Regions from separate parts of the Mus musculus genome. Here all the other regions are linked to region 2. The links are chromatin contacts, called in public promoter capture Hi-C maps. All regions are on one chromosome and are shown on one strand. Each heading gives the region's core, a stretch centred on a gene start, on an enhancer-like site or on the middle of the called end of the contact. The rest is flanking DNA. Distances are from core to core; before and after follow the strand shown.

Evidence for each region. Capture Hi-C pulls out chosen DNA fragments and counts their contacts.
Region 1: a contact with region 2 is called in a promoter capture Hi-C map of adipose tissue. The contact joins the promoter of Ufc1 here to the promoter of Fcrla in region 2. A contact is called at or near these places in 2 of 39 promoter capture datasets (the C10 cell line and the HPC-7 cell line), 1 of 484 Hi-C or Micro-C datasets (B cells) and 2 of 9 other capture datasets (adipose tissue and liver).
Region 3: a promoter capture Hi-C map of liver shows a contact between it and region 2. The contact joins the promoter of B4galt3 here to the promoter of Fcrla in region 2. A contact is called at or near these places in 3 of 39 promoter capture datasets (the C10 cell line, the HPC-7 cell line and pre-B cells), 1 of 115 datasets of contacts at active chromatin or transcription factors (microglia) and 1 of 9 other capture datasets (liver).

Annotation. Positions count from the first base shown.
Region 1 is chr1:171,292,877-171,296,300 of GRCm38.p6, forward strand. It overlaps Ufc1 (ubiquitin-fold modifier conjugating enzyme 1), which reads right to left and starts at 2,126. Exons shown (of 7, transcript NM_025388.3): 1 at 2,045-2,126; 2 at 1,758-1,951. The coding sequence starts at 1,880.
Region 2 is chr1:170,925,795-170,929,228 of GRCm38.p6, forward strand. It overlaps Fcrla (Fc receptor-like A), which reads right to left and starts at 1,789. Exons shown (of 5, transcript NM_145141.2): 1 at 1,668-1,789. The coding sequence starts at 1,746.
Region 3 is chr1:171,268,408-171,271,657 of GRCm38.p6, forward strand. B4galt3 (UDP-Gal:betaGlcNAc beta 1,4-galactosyltransferase, polypeptide 3) reads left to right here and starts at 1,921. Exons shown (of 8, transcript NM_020579.2): 1 at 1,921-2,007; 2 at 2,796-2,966.

The DNA of each region.
Region 1 (3,424 bases), core at 876-3,375, 370 kb after region 2:
CTGTAGCTATCTTTAGACACACAAGACGGGGGTGTCAGATCTCTTTACGGATGGCTGGGAGCCACCATGTGGTTCCTGGGAATTGAACTCGGGACCTTTGGAAGAGCAGTCAGTGCTCTTAACCGCTGAGCCATCTCTCCAGCCCCTACCTTAGGTTTCATATGCAAATGTGTGTGTGTGTGTGTGTGTGTGTGTGTGTGTGTGTGTGTGTGTGTGTGTGTGGTGTACGCCAAGGTGTTGCCTGTGGTATTTAAAGGACAACCTGAAGAGCCAGTTGTCCTCTACTGTGGGTTTCATGGATCAAACTAAGGTTTGTTTAGGTTTTGCAGAAGGTGCTTTACAAACTGAGCCATCTCTCTCTGGCCCTGTATTTATACTTTTAAGTTTTAATTCAAGTTTTACCACTTCTAAGAAGCCTTATCATGGCTGGTGTTTTAGCTACTTTATGGTTTCTTGTTTTCTCCACCCTTTATTCCCCAGCTTCATCCCCTATCACTAGATAGGCAAGAAAGAAAATGGAGTGAGAAGGGGAGGCATACCTAAGTTCCCTCTTGTTTCTTTAAACAAGACTACTAACAAATCACAGCCAACGCCCTGAGTAACCAACAACCTGCAAATGCTGGCAGAGCTCTAGTATTTATATACTTTCTGAACATTTCCCAGAATTCCAATTGTCATGCAATCCCAGAAACCATCTGCAGCTGGCAAAACCAGGCCTCTGCTCGAGAACAAGGCAAATCATAGTCAGCTGCTTTGAACCTGTGCCACATCCCCACACCTGGGATTAAAACAAAAACATATTCTTATGCTTCTGTTTTAAAGAAACCAAAATTCCAGAATCCTCGCTACACCTTACTCCTTCCTCCCCATGTTCTCAAAATACCCTAGTTATGTCTCTGTCTCTCCACTTAAACACAGTTTAATACTGTTTCTGTCAACCTCAGTAGGGCCATTCTTATTCGGTTTTATATACTCTCAATAGATACTAGTAACACAATAATATGTTTTATTGTTGTGGTTTGAGGCAGGGTCTCCTATAGTCCAGACTGGCTTTGAATTCATTATGCAGTCTAAAAAACGACCCGAGCTTCCAATCCTGGCTCCACATCCTGGGTACAGAGAACATATGAGCCTCATCAATTTATGAGGTGCCAGAGATGGAACCCAAGGACATCTTGCATGCTACGCAAGCACTCGCCAGTTTCTCAGTGAGGCCACATATACTGCAAGCGATCTACTGGGTTTTGAAGCAGATAGAAAGCACCAAAAGGAGGGCAATCTTTCTCTTCCCATAACAGGAATTAGCTGAAAGGATGGCTAATTTATAACTAAAAACATCTCTCTCTCTACCTCTAAACACTTTAGGTTTTCAGTCCTGACATTAATTCCATCCATTTCATCATGAAGAATGAAAGAGCAGTGATGCACAGACACTTCTTCAGGCGCTAAGAAGTACTTTGACCCCCTACCACAGCCAGCAGAGCAAGCACCTGGTGCGAGAGGGACACGTCACCTTCCCGGAATACTGCTGTTTTTTCCTTCAAAGTCTAGCCCTACTGTGCTCCTAGCCGGAATCTCTTCTGCATCCTCCCTCCGGCCACCCGTAACGCCCCCAGCCCCCCAAACAATCGCATTTATATGAATTTAGAATTTAAACTTTAAAACCGGAAGCGGCTTCCACCCGGAGCCAATTCCCGGGGACACCTGGTTACTCGCCACCCCTCTGCTACGCGGTCAAGCACAGGAGTAAAACTGACCCGGATCAGGGACTGATATTCCTCCTTTAGTCGCTGCACCCACAATTCCCGATCTCGGGGTCCGGCGTTGGTCTTCAGCACCGGGATCTCAGACACGACCCGCCGAGTGGCCTCGTCCGCCATCTTGGACCAGGGAGCAGGAAAACTGCGGAAGTGCAGTTGCTTGTCACTTACTCACGGCGTCGCCATCTTTACTGTGGGAAGAGGAGGCGTTGGATGGCTTTAAAGCGGACCCTGAATGCATTCGATTTTTATTTATTTATTGTAAGGAAATAAAATTGACCTACGGGTGTGAGCGTCCGGAAGAACAGAATGGAGGCGGGCTACTCTGTCCACCTATCATTAAATCACCGGAGCCTGCTCAGAGAACGACTTCCGTTCATGCTCAGAAGCAATCTTGGGAAAAACTCAAGACCTTCCCAAACCAGCAAAGTTGTTTGAATTTCAGGTTTTTCTAGACTGTCTTCAAAGTCCTATCTCCTAAGATGCGCAATTTAACGTCTTTGTTCTCCAGAGTGACTTCCTTACTTTCCATCCCTGTCCTGAATAATTAACACAACTGAATTAGGAAGTATGTAAGCTTGTTTGTTTTTTAAAGGACATTGGGTCCTATATACCACAGACTTGCCTCTAACACATACAAAATGGCCCGGAGCTATTGCTTACTTCAAAATTAATCTGTTTAGGTTTTAAAACCATCCTAAAGATAAAACTTTTTTTTCCAAAGAGTTACTGAATATCTTTTGTGTGCTATATATTAAGTATATAGAAACGATTTCTTCTTAGATGAATTCACCCAAATGACTAACAGTCACTGAATGCCTATTCTAAGCCTATGGCAAGTCATCTGGTAATTTGTTGTTTTTTTATTAGACCAGGCTGGCCTCCGACTCACAGATCTGCCTGCCTCTGTCTCCCAAGTGCTGGTTGGGTAATTTCTAAATTCGTTTGAAACCAAGAAACCTCAATAAGCTTGGTGGCCCACATGTGTTATCCCAGAGCTTAGGGGTCAAGATCAGAAGATTGCTGCAACTCAATTTAAAACGAACAAACTCCATATGCCACAGCTGCTGTGATTGCACACTTTCGATCCCAGCATTTGGGAGGCAGAGGACTCTAGAGTTTTAACCTTGGTGAGTTTGAGTCTACAAAGAGAACAAATTCCAAGATGGTGGTGTCACACATCTTTAATCTCAGCCCTCAGGAGACAGAGGGCTGGCAGATCTCTGAGTTTGAGAGCCAGCCTGGTCTACAGAGTGAGTTCCAGAACAGCTAGGGCTACACAGAGAAGCCCTGTCTCAAAACAAAAACAAAAACAAAAAAATCCCAAAAAACAAACAAACAAAAAACCCCTCAAAACCAAAACAACCCCCTACCCAAAAAAAGAGAAAGAAGGAAAGAAAGAAAGAAAAACAAGACATGCTGTCCTCTGACTTACATACCTATGCCGTGGCATGTGTGCCCCTTCAACTTCAATTTAAATTTATATATTTGTATGTCATGTGAGTGTTTTACCAGCATGTATGTAAGGTACCATGTGCATGCAGTGCCAGTAGAGGCATGTAAAGGGCAACAGATGCCCTGGAACCAGAGTTACAGACATGACTTCCATGTGGGTGCTGAGAACTGAAGACTGATCCTCTGCAAGAGTAGCAAGTGCGCTTAAA
Region 2 (3,434 bases), core at 539-3,038:
ACATGCTCCTATGCTCAACAGAAAGAGAATTTTTCCAAGTGATATAAAAGTAGTAACTGGGAGAGGAGCCGGAAGTCAGAGTACCTGATACAAGACCACAGTTCTTGCTACAAAACCAAAAACCTGGGCCTCCCACAAATAGCTCTGGGTTTGGTGGAAGACCATGCATAAGAAAGGATTGTTGTAGTGTTTGGATAACAGCAATAACAAAGTGTCAGGGGCAGCCACTGGGGATCCAACAAGGCTTCTTTCAGAAGATGCTCTCAAGATGGAGTCTTTAAGGATACTTAGATGCTTGTAAAGGGGGAGGGGACTGGGGAGTCATGGCAGAGGTCATTTCAGATGGAGCTAACAATATAAGCAAATCTCGGAGGCAGATAGGAATCTGGGCTGTGAATGGAAATGCAGGCTCATTGAGTTTTGTGAGAGTGGAAGTGGGAAGGCTTTGGGTATGCCAAAGAGGCTGAGGGGGTTTAGTGGGTACCAGGTTTGGGGTTTTATGTGCCACAACAAGAGCTGGAGTTTTAGAAGTCACTCCGGATGTAGAGAGAATTCATCCTGTGAGACGAGGCTGAGACAGGGTTGGCAAGGAAGCCATTGCCCAGCTCAGTCCTAAGAAAACATTTGTAGTGGTCCAGAGAAGGAACTGGTTGAGAAAGCAAGTTAGGAGGTGACATTTGTCAATGATGATGATGCAGAGAATGACAAAGGAAGAGTTGGGTTTCCAGCAGAGGGCTAGTGCAGTGAGCTGAGATCAGATAAAAAGTAAATGAAAAGAAGTGAGGATGCAAGAATGTGTGAACTCATCTCTGGTCATGTTGTGTTGGTACCAGGTACATGGACACACACACACACACACACACACACACACACACACACACACACACATGGGTCAAAATGCCTGTGTAAAGGTTAATATTCAAATGTGAAGGTCAAAAGCAGAATTAGAGCTGGAAATGTGCCCGAGGCTCTAAAATATACAACTGTTCAGAAAAAACATACACATACATGCAAACTGGAGGGAGGGAGGGAGGGAGGGAGGGAGGGAGGGAGGGAGGGAGGGAGGGAGGGAGGGAGGGAGGGAGGGAAAAGATTTAACTTTAGAGCACACTGGAGTTTATGGAAGGCAAAGAAAAGCTACTGAAGGACCAAAGGACATCCCAGCAGTAAACAGAGTAAATGACAGTGACAGTCAGGAAAACAGAGGCTGCAAGAGAGAATAAGCAGCCAGTAGGGCTAGACAAAACAAAGAAACCCATCACGGTAAGAACCGAAAAGTGTACAGGGACCTGGTTAGAGCAGAGGTCACTGTACCCTACGTAATCCAGACTCCAGTGGAGGCCACGCTGCAAGCAGGGAAGGAGGTGGAGCCTGCAAGCCCGCACTGCCCTTCCAAGACAGTTGTATTAGAAAAGTAAGAGCTAAGATTTGCAGTTGGCAAAGGCTTCATAGTCAGAAGGGACTTTTAGGATGGAAACTATTAGACTTTTTATATTTAGAAAGAGCCATTCAGTCCTTCACGTCTGACTTGTCTTCTATCTGTCCTTGTCCCGCCTGAGCAGTAATTCTTTGCAAAGTCAGAACTAGTCCATTCTTCTTACCTTTGAGGATTTCCTCAAGATTTGGCGTATCTCATCTCCACACCAGCATTCAAACACTTTACTTACCCAGTAACATCTGGGTTGCCAGGAGCACAGCAGGGCAGACATAAAGGGCCCACTGTGTGAGCGTGCAGCTCAGCTTCATGGTGACTGGGTTTATACCTCCTGCAACCCCAACATACTGATTTTCTTCAACATGAAACCTCTCAAATTAGAAAAGAGGAAATAAACCTAACTGTCTCGCCTCCACACACCTGTGGCCAAGTCTCCAATTGGCTCTTGTCACTCAGGTTCACACAGGTTGCTTCTGATGCCATCCTTCATCCCTCAGGGTGTAGATTAAATGCTAGGGCTCTCAATTGTTAATTTTTTTCTTTTTCTTGTTGAGCTTGGGGACTTTTCAAAATGATTGGTGTTCAGTTGGTCTTCAGACTACACCAGAGAGAAGTCAACCCCACAACAGTCCAGCTCGCTGGAGGTAGGAGGCCGGAAATTAATGGAAGAAAACCACGGGGGTGTGAAGGATGTGATGTGGAGGTGTCCTGCTCCTTCCACTCCACTCTTTACCTGTGCCCAGTGATTCTAATACAGCAGGAGAGAGAGAGGACAGATTGATAAGGGTAGCTGTCAAATTTGTCTCTATTGGCTCTGCCCAAGCAAACTCCACTCAAAGTTGTACCCAAGTTTCTCCTGACCTGTGTCTTAGCTTTGTTTCTGCAGAACGACACAGGCTTGCAGAACTGTTGAGCCTTGCAGAATGATACAGGCTGTTCAGCCTTTGTGGAACTCTGCATACAAGGCAGAGTTAGAACCATGGGAAAGAGCAAAAAGAAAAAGAAAATCAATTCCCAGAGACCCCAGCAAGAAGTCCAACCATTGGGTTCCCTGCCAAAGCTCGAAGCACTGACTCTGAGGACTTGGAGACAGGAAGTATCCAGTCTTTGAGTACCTGGAAGAGACTGGGGAACATGGGCAATGAATATAGAAGCCATGTCATCTCTCTTCACCTCCGTGTGGACCTATGGGAGCCACAGTCCCGAACTCCAACTCTTTGCTCAGTTGTGGGCCCTGTGTCTCCTTGCATGGAGATCCTACTCTTCTACTTTCCCTTGTCACACCACCCACACCCAGGTCCCACACAGGGAGGAGTGTCATCAGAAATGTGGGTCTCAAAGACAGAGAGGGGGTGGGGCTGCATGACCAGTCAGTTATGACAAAACAGATCAGGATAGGCAGGTGGGCCATATGGGCATAGGAGAGTACGGTTTTCTATGTCTAGTGTAAGCAGTTAGAATAACTTTTCCATTATGTAAGAAGTGTATGTTTTTGTGCAGATGGCCCCAGGGAGTCCTGAGCTGGTTGAATATGGGTGTGGGGGAAGGCAGTGAGGCAGTAAGTCTTGCAGCTGATGTGGTAGAAAGACCCAACAGCTTCAGAAGAGGAAGAGAAATCGAGACAGCCCTAAGACAAGTTAAATAAATGAATTGTGTTTAGATTAGGCTTTCACTAAACTGCACAACAGACCTTCTATTAGACAGGACAAAAAAAGCTTTTGAAAAACTAACAATTTCCCCTGTTCTCTTACAACCTCTTGATAAATGCCCTCCACATTCTCTGGACCAGCCTTCACAGAACCCAACCTCAGTGCAGAAAGCAAGAAGGCCTCTGAAGGTGTTACTTGGAGATCTTGTTCTTTAAGTTAGATTATCCACTTAGCCGTGTGGAAAATTTGTACCTCTGAGGCTTGATCAGTAAACTCTTCTGAATAAGTGTGAAATCCCCACCCCAAAGAGACTCACAGGAGCGATATTAGGATGGCTAAGTGCTAGGAAG
Region 3 (3,250 bases), core at 671-3,170, 340 kb after region 2:
AGAGGAAAGGGAAGCTACTTGAGGGACAGTGGGGACAGAGGACAGAGGCAGTTTGACTGGGACAGTTGTACAGAGACAGGATGCAGAGAGAGAGAACAGGCTAGACACAAGACAGAATGAGTCAGAGAATGAGAAGGAGCCAGAAGATCAAAACATATTGCCAAAGTTAATATGAGGCCAGGCAGAGCTTGTATATGAATACAGTCAGAAGCTGAGAAGAGAAACCAATTTAAATCAGTCCAATTTAAATCAGAGCTTGAGCCAGAACCACGAAGTTACACCAGCCAACAGAGTTCAGAAAGAACTAGGAAAGGGTGAGCTTATTCAGCAGTAAGTCTCAGAGGCTGAAAACATTCTAGGCCTAGATTAGGTTTATAGATTCTAGAAGTTTCCAGGACTAGGCCTAGATTAGCAGGCAGAGGCAGTAAGCATCAGGGAGGACAATCTGAGCAGAGAATGAGATACTTTTAAGGAGGGATGCTTGGTAAACTGACTTGACAGGATCCTTACTGCAGGCAGATGGTGGTGATCAAATATCAAGGGGTTGGTGGTACAACACTTGCTTGTTTGGCTTGGTAGGATTCTTTCTGGCAAAAACTGTTAAGGCAGGCCCAAGATAGGGCCAAAGATACGATCTAGTTAAGAAGAGGGCTCAGCACAGTGTGTCTAATGTTTGGTAAAGAATTAGTTTTAGCAATATAAAAAAGGAACATATGTTTATAGTGTTTAACTCCTGAAGGAACTGGCTTTACAGAACACACATTTACAGATGAGAAATATAAAACCAAAGGAGGACATCGAGACAAACTTTTTTTTTCTCTTCATGTGATAATTTACTAGACAGGACAGAATTGGAATGCAAGTCACCTACCTATACTGTGTTGTAAAATAAATTTCTTTTCTTTTTTCTTTCTTTTTCTTTCTTTTTTTTTTTTTCAAGACAGGGTTTCTCTGTGTAGCCCTGGCTGTCCTGAAACTCACTCTGTAGACCAGGCTGGTCTCGAACTCAGAAATCCACCTGCTTCTGCCTCCCAAGTGCTGGGATTAAGGGCGTGCGCCATCACTGCCCAGCGTAAAATAACTTTCATGAGAACAATTTTTAAAGCGGGATATGCCGCAGACAAGTCTTTCAGGTTTCCCATTAGACATGACTATTTCTGAAAAGCCTGCCGGGATCGCAACATATATGAATGAGGTGACCTTTCTGGGTCATTATGATCATTGCGTTGTATTGTTTGTGTGTAGCCCCTCCGCACTCTCCCAGCCCCAGCGCCACCGGTGTACACCGCAGGAGATGGTGCTCTGTTTGAGGCAGACACCCCAAGTAATTGGTCTTATTGTTTCCTCAGCAATAAATATTTGTTTCTAAGAAACAGTAAGCTAGGGGCTGGAGTAAGCCACAGGATTAAATATATCGTTGTAGGGTCTATTTTAGTCTAATATCTAGAAAAACATATTTACATCGGAGCCTATGCTGCCTTTCCCTCCACGTTGTATGTTTCACTGTTAGCTAACTTCCATTTCAAGGTCTGTGAGATACCATGGGGATACAAAATGCGTGTTACAGTAGCTTTAGTGAGGAACAACTTTGATACTAAGTAGCACTAGACTACAGGGGACGCCATTAACACACTGGGGTAAGGGCTCAGCTGATCCCTGGGTGAGGTAGTCCGAAACGTAGAAAGTGTCTCTTAGCTTTACTGAAAAACAAGGGCTTTGAGCTGCTGGGTTTTTAAAACTGAGGTGAGCGATGGAACCCCGTTAGGAGACTGCGAAGTCGAGAGGAAGCACCGGGACCTGAGACTTCTCTGCACCACCCATGTGCACCTCCGCGGTGCGGGCCACCAACTAAGGACTGGCAAGCTTGGAGGTGAGGGGCCTCTGCGCCTGAATCTCCCAAGGCTCCGCCCCGTGACGTCAGGCCCCGCCCCAGCGCCCGCTTCCAAGATGGCTGCAGCGATACCTGCCCGGTTGTCCGGGTGGCGGTGACGACGGGGAGCAGACCAGGTATGGTGGGCTGGGGACCACGGAGAGAGAGAGTCCTCGGAGAAAGGTTGGGGAGGTCGGGGGCGGGAAGAGAAGAAGTTCTGAGTCAAGGCTGAAAAATCAGATTGAGCACGGACAGGGTCTCGGATGGAAATGTGGACGCGGGCCGGTTGCTTTCACATTGCACAGTAGGGGCAAGCGCAAGAGACCGGGGTGGAATGGGCGTGTTCGAGGAGAATGGGGTTCTGATCCCCTTCCCTTCGCGTGCAAGGCTCTGACCGACCACGCCCTTCCAGGTGAGCCGGCCCAGGTCTTGGGCCGATCCTGTCCCAGCCCTTCCGCTCTGGTCCCTTCACCTGGAACGCTCCTCCCCACCCCCACTAATGCTAGAGAAAGGTGGAAAGGGGAGAGGACGCCACCCCCACCCTTCTCCGGGCCACGCTCCAGAGCTGTTGCCTGCGGCTCCCAAGTGACCAAGCACCCTATACCTGCGGAGGCGCTCCCCGGTACCTAAAGAACAGAAAGAACCTGTTCCCTATTTTGTTTTGTTTTCTGGCCACTCCAAAGTCCCGTTACGTATGTCTTGCCTCTCTAATAGTTGGGGTTGCTGTTGTTTGGTGCCTTCATTCATTTCCCTGTCCCCACGCCCAAACCAGCTCGTTTTGTTGGAGTATAGAGGGTTAGTTACGGACCTGACACAACCCAGCTGCAGGTAACCTGAGAACCTAGGAACTTTCACTTTCCAATCAATCACTTTCCCTCACTTCCCATGATGGCAAAGCTGTTTCTTCCCGAACTCTGTTGTACAGGTGACTGGTTATCCTTGCTCATTTCTGGTTCCCGCTGGTCCCAGATTGGCTGTTGGAATGCTTTTTTTCTGGCCCCTGTGACAGTTCCAATTTGAGATAATGCCTCATATCTCTGCTCCCCGGGGACCTCCTGGAGCCCCCACGATCCGGAACAAGGCAGCGTGAACACAGGTACGTGTGCGTCTCTTCTCTCAGAAAGCCTGAAAGGACTTCTGAAGTGTACTTGGAACTTGAATGATGTAAGCCTTCTTGAGGGTAAAGATACAGAGTAGCTGCTGCGAGTGCTTTGGGAGAAGTGGGTGAAACTTGCTGGTAGTTGCTTACCTTTCTTTTTAATTGTTATTCATTGTTGATCGATCACACCAGTGTTCCTTTCTGTGACTTTGTTCCCTGCCTGTCTTTTTTTTTTTTTTTTTTTTTTTTTTCCTTTCCCTGGCCTCGCTTTCATCTCCTTA